2 separate regions of the Triticum aestivum genome follow, and region 2 is linked to region 1. Evidence: chromatin contacts called from public Hi-C data. All regions are on one chromosome and are shown on one strand. Each heading gives the region's core, a stretch centred on a gene start, on an enhancer-like site or on the middle of the called end of the contact. The rest is flanking DNA. Distances are from core to core; before and after follow the strand shown.

Region 1 (3,362 bases), core at 713-3,212:
CCGACATGGCAATCATCCTCATATCGCTTTACGCCTTCCACCAAGCCACCTCGCAATCGTCCAGAGGCACATAAGCAAAACCACTGGCAAAAATCACTTAGGCTTTGTTTGGTGAGTAGGGGGAGAAAGCCTAGGGTGCTAAATCCCAAAATGAGAATTTCAAGAGCACATGGCAAACCCTTCATTTCCTCGAGTAGAGCTCGCACGCTTCCGCACTCGTGGAAAATTCCCACGTGCCGTTCCCCCCGCACGATGCTCCTCCGCCTCCTCACGAAACTCTGCTCCCTCGCTTGCTGGCACGTCCTGTGGATTAGAACATCCAAAGAGAGGGTTTTGAGTTTGCACGTGGGTTTCGGTCCCAGAAAAAGCAAGGGATCCGAGGAACCTAGGCAACCAAATAAACCCTTAATTGGGATTAGGGGGTGATTTGCCTGTACTATAAATTTTAGAGGTTAATTAACTGTTTTACTGTTTGAGGCTGGATGCCGGTTTCTAAAACCCTAGAGGGTTATATCGACTTCTTTCATCAGAGCCATCACCCATCAGGGTGGAATGGACGTTGGAGGACCACACACACACCCAGTCGAACTCATTATGGCCTAAAGGGCAAAGCGCATGAGGGGCAAGCAAAAAAGTAAAGAAAAAAAGTTTCACCCTTGGAATCGGTGTAAAATTAGTGTGGTTACATTACATGTAAATATTTATATTTTTCTAAAGAAAAGACAACCAAAGGGCGTCTTATTAAGGAAAACAGTAGCTCAACTTTCAACTAGATATCGGTGACACACTAACTTTACACTCAGTTCCAAGAAATGGAATTTCGGTTAGCTGAAATGAAAACAAGTTAAGAGCCCTTCAGCAAATAAGCATGCACCAACAGAGCATCTATTGGCTTTAGTCAAGCACATGAGTCTCAACCCTTCAACAGGAATAAAAAAAAATGTAACGGTGTTCAGATATCAGATGCATCTTATATTTGAGGTGATTGATCGTCGGTCTTAAAGACACAGCAGATGCTTCGAGAAATGAAGGAACTAAAACCACGACAATAATTATGGAACGGAGGGAGTATTAGTGAGGCGAGAGGCAGAATTCAGCTAACCATTAAGGGCTGGGGATTAAACATCATCTTGTATTCCCAGAGGTGGCTCAATAGTAATCTACAGAAAACGACGAGGATTCTCTGCCGTGCGGCAGGGTACCGTTCGGCCACTGATAGGTGGGCCCATCAGGGATCAGGCCCACATGTCAGTGCCCCCAACGGCATGTGCCGTACGTCAGGGGAGCTGCTTCCACAGAAAACTGACAAGTGCAGTTTTAGAAAATTGCAAACACGATCTAGCAAATCCCTGAGAAAATCTAGGCTCACATCGGCGTACGAAACTGCAACGAATTGATCAAGGATGAATTTAAGTTATTCTGTGGTTGACTCTGCATACAGGCCTTCATGCATTGAATCAGAAAGTCAGACCAACAGTCATGATTAGTCTGACCTGAAAGATCTCCAAACTGAGATTTTACTCCTCCCTGATCTGTGCCGCGGTAACATCATCACCACGATTCAGGGCGGCGGGGCTGATCCAATGAAGGTAATTTGTAATCTAACTAAGATGGCTGCCACCACCATTCACTTTTATATGCAAGTAAAACAGGATGGGCGAATAGGCACCATGTGTAGCTCATAAGTCAACCACCATGATGATTAGTTCTGAAGGATGCTAGACAAGTTATGCAGTTATACTGGCTACATCACATGGCAATTTCGAACCACATCATGTAGTGAAATGTACCTGGACATGATTTTACATGTGCATCATGAGAAAACAAGCTTTCTTTCATTTTCAAACCACATCATGTTCTGAAATCCAGGAAAAAGTATTTCCCAGCATTCGTGTCTCGGCCATTATAAATACCTAGTTTTCTGTAGCTGTAGCAGATCAACTTGAGAAGGTTAGCCCATTTTGCTAGAAATCCATACTCAGTGTTTCAGGAAATGGAAATTCCAGTGATAAAGATGGATGAGCTACATGGCGAGAAGAGATCAGAGACACTTTCGCTTCTCCATGATGCCTGTGCACAATGGGGATTCTTTTGGGTAAGTAAGGAAATATAAGATCATTATATTGATGAAATACATTTACACTCTACCTTCTCACTGTTGTCATTTGTTATGCACCATAACTTTATGCCAGCTGGAGAATCATGGAATCAATGATGACCTCATGGACAGAACCAAGGAACTGGTGAATAAACACTATGAGCAAAACATGGAGAAGAACTTCTACAGCTCTGAGATAGCAAAAACCGTTGGTCCTGACAAAGTCACCTCAAATGTTGACTGGGAGTGCAGCTTCATGTATCATCATCAGCCAAAATCAAATATTCATGACATTCCGGAGCTGCTTCGGTGAGTTTGCAATCTAAATTATAGTAGTATATCACCATAAACCGCAGTTCAGATGCCTAGTAAATCAGGAAATTAGAGGTTGTGAAGTTTGTAAGTGTACTAATACAAACTAATCAACTGTGCAGTACTACAGTTCCTGAATATGCTGAAGAAGTAGTCAAGTTGGCCGAGCAGCTAGCAGAAGTCATGAGTGAAAATCTTGGGCTGGACAAGGATTACCTGAAGAAAGCTTTCACTAAGCCTTCCATAGGCATAAAGGTGGCAAAATACCCCAGGTGTAGTCACCCAGAAGTAGTGATGGGACTCCGTGGACACACTGATGCTGGGGGGATCATACTTCTATTTCAAGATGACTTGGTCCCAGGTTTGCAGTTCATGAAAGATGGTAGGTGGATCTCAATACCACCAACAAAAGGAAATAGAATTTTCGTAAACCTCGGAGATCAGATTGAAGTGATAAGCAATGGAATATATAAGAGCATTTGCCATCAGGTACTTCCCAATCAGAATGGGAGCCGCCTATCTATTGCGACATTCTATAACCCAGGTGCCGATGCTATAATCTTCCCAGCTCCAAATCTCACATATCCTAGCCAATACCGTTTCCAAGACTACCTTAATTTCTATTCCGCTACCAAGTTCACAGACAAGGTATCAAGGTTCCAAACTACAAAGATGGTATTCAAATGACTTGAGTCAAAAGCTACTTTATGTACCAGCTCTGAGCAAGACAAGTGGAACTCCTAAGAACTATGTATTGTGTATTTGTGTTGTCAGTCTTATTTTTCGTAGAGGAATAACTGCTCGATTTACCTGTATATTTGCTTTTCTGTAACTCAAGTGTTAAATGATAGCTGCTAAAGAATGGCTGCAGGCTATAAAAATGTTCCATTCATGCTATAGAAATATAACAAAGTCACTTTAGGCAAAATTTATCCCAGAGCTTACTAGCTTA
Region 2 (3,134 bases), core at 630-3,129, 50 kb after region 1:
GAGGACAATGAGGAGAGCAGTCTACATACAAGATACAACACAACCCACATGTGCAACTTTGTCAGAGCTCTTAAGGCCGATTTTTTTTCTGAAAATGAAGGCATACCCCCGGCCTCTGCATCATAATGATGCCGATATAACATTTGCTGATGCAAACCAGCAATTTAAGGCTTAATTGCATCGCACCTGTGCTCCGTTAATGTCTTTAGTCAAATGCACTCTTAGTTCCTTAATCTTTAGGGCTGAATTGGACGGCTGGAAGAGCGTATGGTGAGGTGGCCCTCTCCTCTCCTATGTGCGGTGTCTTGTACCTGGCTTCAAAATTCACAAGAACTACTCCCTCTATTCGGAATTACTTTTTTTTTGATAAATGACGTTTTTATTAACTCATAATGCAGCATCAAGTGGATACAAAATATAATGAGTGACACCCGGCCTCTGCATAGCTAAGATGTACACAGCCTTAACGAAGAGTCTAGCAAAATATGTATTAAAAAAAACAACAAGTTGGCAACAGTAAAGTCATATGAGTCCAAAACTATGCCAATATCGACGGGGGAGGTGGACCGATCCAGAGATTATGTTGTCACCCATGTTGGGTAAAAACCTCCCTGGCCACCCGCTCCAACCGCATACACACCGCCTTGAACAGCGATTGATACTCCGTTCGCTGTAGCGTAGACCACATACGAAGCCAGTGCGTACAACGGTAAATAACCTGCATAGAAGAAGAGGTTTTGCCATTAAAAACACAATCGTTTCTACATAGCCAAAGCGACCATAATAAGGCAGACGCTCCCACCCGTATTAGCGTACTAAAAGTATTTGGTATTTCATCGAGCCAGTGACCATATACATTGGCAACACTTGTTGGTGGATATAAATTGGACGCTATTTGGATGACTGACCATATAAAACGTGCGAACTTGCATTGAAAGAAGAGGTGTTTAATTGTCTCGTCATGAGTACAAAAACTACACTTCTTACTTCTTTGCCAGTTGCGTCGAGCGAGGTTGTCTTTTGTTAGCACAACTCCTCTCCGAAGATACCACATGAAAATCTTATTTTTTAGTGGCATCTTTGATTTCCATATTAGTTTATTATTATTCAATGGAGCCTCTGAGTGCGAGAGTGCACGGTACATAGAGTCAACTGTGTAGGACCCAGATGTAGTGAGATTCCAGCGAAACACATCCCTCCTTTGTGTCAAGTTAACCGAATCCAAACGGGATAGAAGATGTTGCCATGACGCAAGGCGGAGGCCAATCAAATCCCTCCTAAATGATACATTCGGCGGGGAGGAGCTGAGCACGTGCGCAAGAGTATCATTCTTATCGCGTACAATTCGGTACAAGGCCAGATACTGTTCCTAAAGAGTGGTGTTTTCTAGCCACCTATCCTCCCAAAAACGTATCTCAGAGCCGTCCTTTATCGCGAATGATCCAAAGCAAAATAGATGTTTCTTTACCGCCATCAGACCAGACCAAAAATGTGACTCACCAAGTTTCCAATACGCCTGGGACAACGCTTTTTGGCCTAGATACTTATTGCGCAACAGGGCTATCTAGATATATCTAAATGTATTTTAGTTCTAGATACATACATTTCCGAGACAAGTAATTTCGAACGGAGGGGTACAAAACTGTTTTGATGGATGAGGCAGACACTTCAGCAACTACTATACATTACAAGCCTCCCATACTGCTAACGGTGGCCCATCTCAGAGCTGTCAAAGAAAACCGTAGGGCCAGTGACTGGTATCTCTATCTATCAGGTCAATGATAACAAATCCATTTCAGCAGCTGAGGACCCGTCAAGGGGGATAAGACGGCTGCACAGAAGCATGCTTCCTCGTTCATAAATTCTCAATAGTTCTGTTATTCTATTCTAGTACGGTCGAATAGCACGACAAGCCGGTGTAGAGGGCAGAGCCTGTCACCTTGGCACTTATGGACTCTCTTCTTTTCTAGTGAAAACATTTAAGGGCATTCTTCTTCTCCTTATCCATTTTTGGAGGAGATGCAACCTCACACTCAAGCTTTTGATTTGTGACAGCGATGTGCAAAAGTTATTGTGATCTTATCTGTCAAATTCCGTGTTCAACTGAAACTTGGACGTCATTGCTGGGTTGCGAGCGGAGAATACCAACCCAAAACATGACGGCGGCTGCGTGACAAGATAAACGTCTGAAATATTGGAAAAGTGACAATATAATCAGTCAATGATTTATGGGTGAAAGCGATGAGGACATAGCATCATCGCAAGTCAATACGTATACGAACATGAGAAAATTACCTGAATACGTATCGGTGTAGGACGGAAGGTTGAGACGGTCTCACGGATCACCAGAGGCAGGAGGCGCCGGCCGGCTGAGGAGGAGCCAGGAAAAAATAAAGTAGTTCAAACATACTGTGGTAATTTCAGTGTAACCACAATGATAAGTTACAAGTTGTAGATGTGATAGTTTACGTAGTCCAGACATGGTATCTATTGACCTGAAACAGAAGTCGTCGAAACATATCAACATGGGTTATAATTTTGAAGATCTTGTCACGACGATTTTTTATATTAAAATATATTTCAAATAGAAGCGACGGTTTAAGCTACAAAATATCTTAAAATTTTAAAATAGAAAGAATATTTTGCTTACATGATCTGTTTTATCTTTTAATTTACATGCACATAGGATCAACAAGCTTCATGCGATTCCCTCAGGGACGTGATTAGCTAGTAAAGAAAAGAGGAATTAGTAGTGTGATTATAGAAAGGTACAAATGAAGCGTTCGGATCTGTAGCGACCTGGCGATCAGTCGGAAGTTACTCCAGTCCTTTAAATAAATATAAAGTGTGTCATTTTTTATATGCATATAAAAATATACAATGTGTATGAAAAATAGAAAATTTTCAAATATCATTAATCATATATTTGATAAATGATAGGAAGCGCAAAAAATTGTCCCTGATGTATAATATAGACACGGTTAAAAAAAAATAAAAACCAAAATATGCTGCAAACAAAACCCGAAGATAGCATACTGATAAAAGTACGTGTTCTATTTGTCGAAGGTATGGATGTATCTAAACGTATTTTAGTTTTGGATATATTCATTTTACCCATTTTTTGGACAAATATT

Evidence for each region. Hi-C and Micro-C count contacts between places; a contact is called where the count stands out from the background.
Region 2: a contact with region 1 is called in a Hi-C map of leaf, with 3 times the contacts expected there. The contact joins the enhancer-like site here to the promoter of LOC123163108 in region 1. A contact is called at or near these places in 2 of 5 Hi-C or Micro-C datasets (leaf and an unstated tissue).

What each region holds. Positions count from the first base shown.
Region 1 is chr7B:489,286,188-489,289,549 of IWGSC CS RefSeq v2.1, forward strand. LOC123163108 (1-aminocyclopropane-1-carboxylate oxidase 1) reads left to right here and starts at 1,963. Exons shown (of 3, transcript XM_044580869.1): 1 at 1,963-2,095; 2 at 2,193-2,407; 3 at 2,533-3,097. The coding sequence starts at 1,994. The coding sequence ends at 3,097. LOC123163107 reads right to left here. Exons shown (of 1, transcript XM_044580868.1): 1 at 3,265-3,362.
Region 2 is chr7B:489,335,807-489,338,940 of IWGSC CS RefSeq v2.1, forward strand. No RefSeq gene overlaps it. Among protein-coding and RNA genes, the nearest start is that of LOC123159577, 17 kb to the left of the region's middle. Within about 2 kb of position 1,880, at least 1 of the 8 cell types and tissues checked has an H3K27ac peak or open chromatin away from gene starts, as enhancers often do. A contact at or near this core is called in leaf, where this site is marked.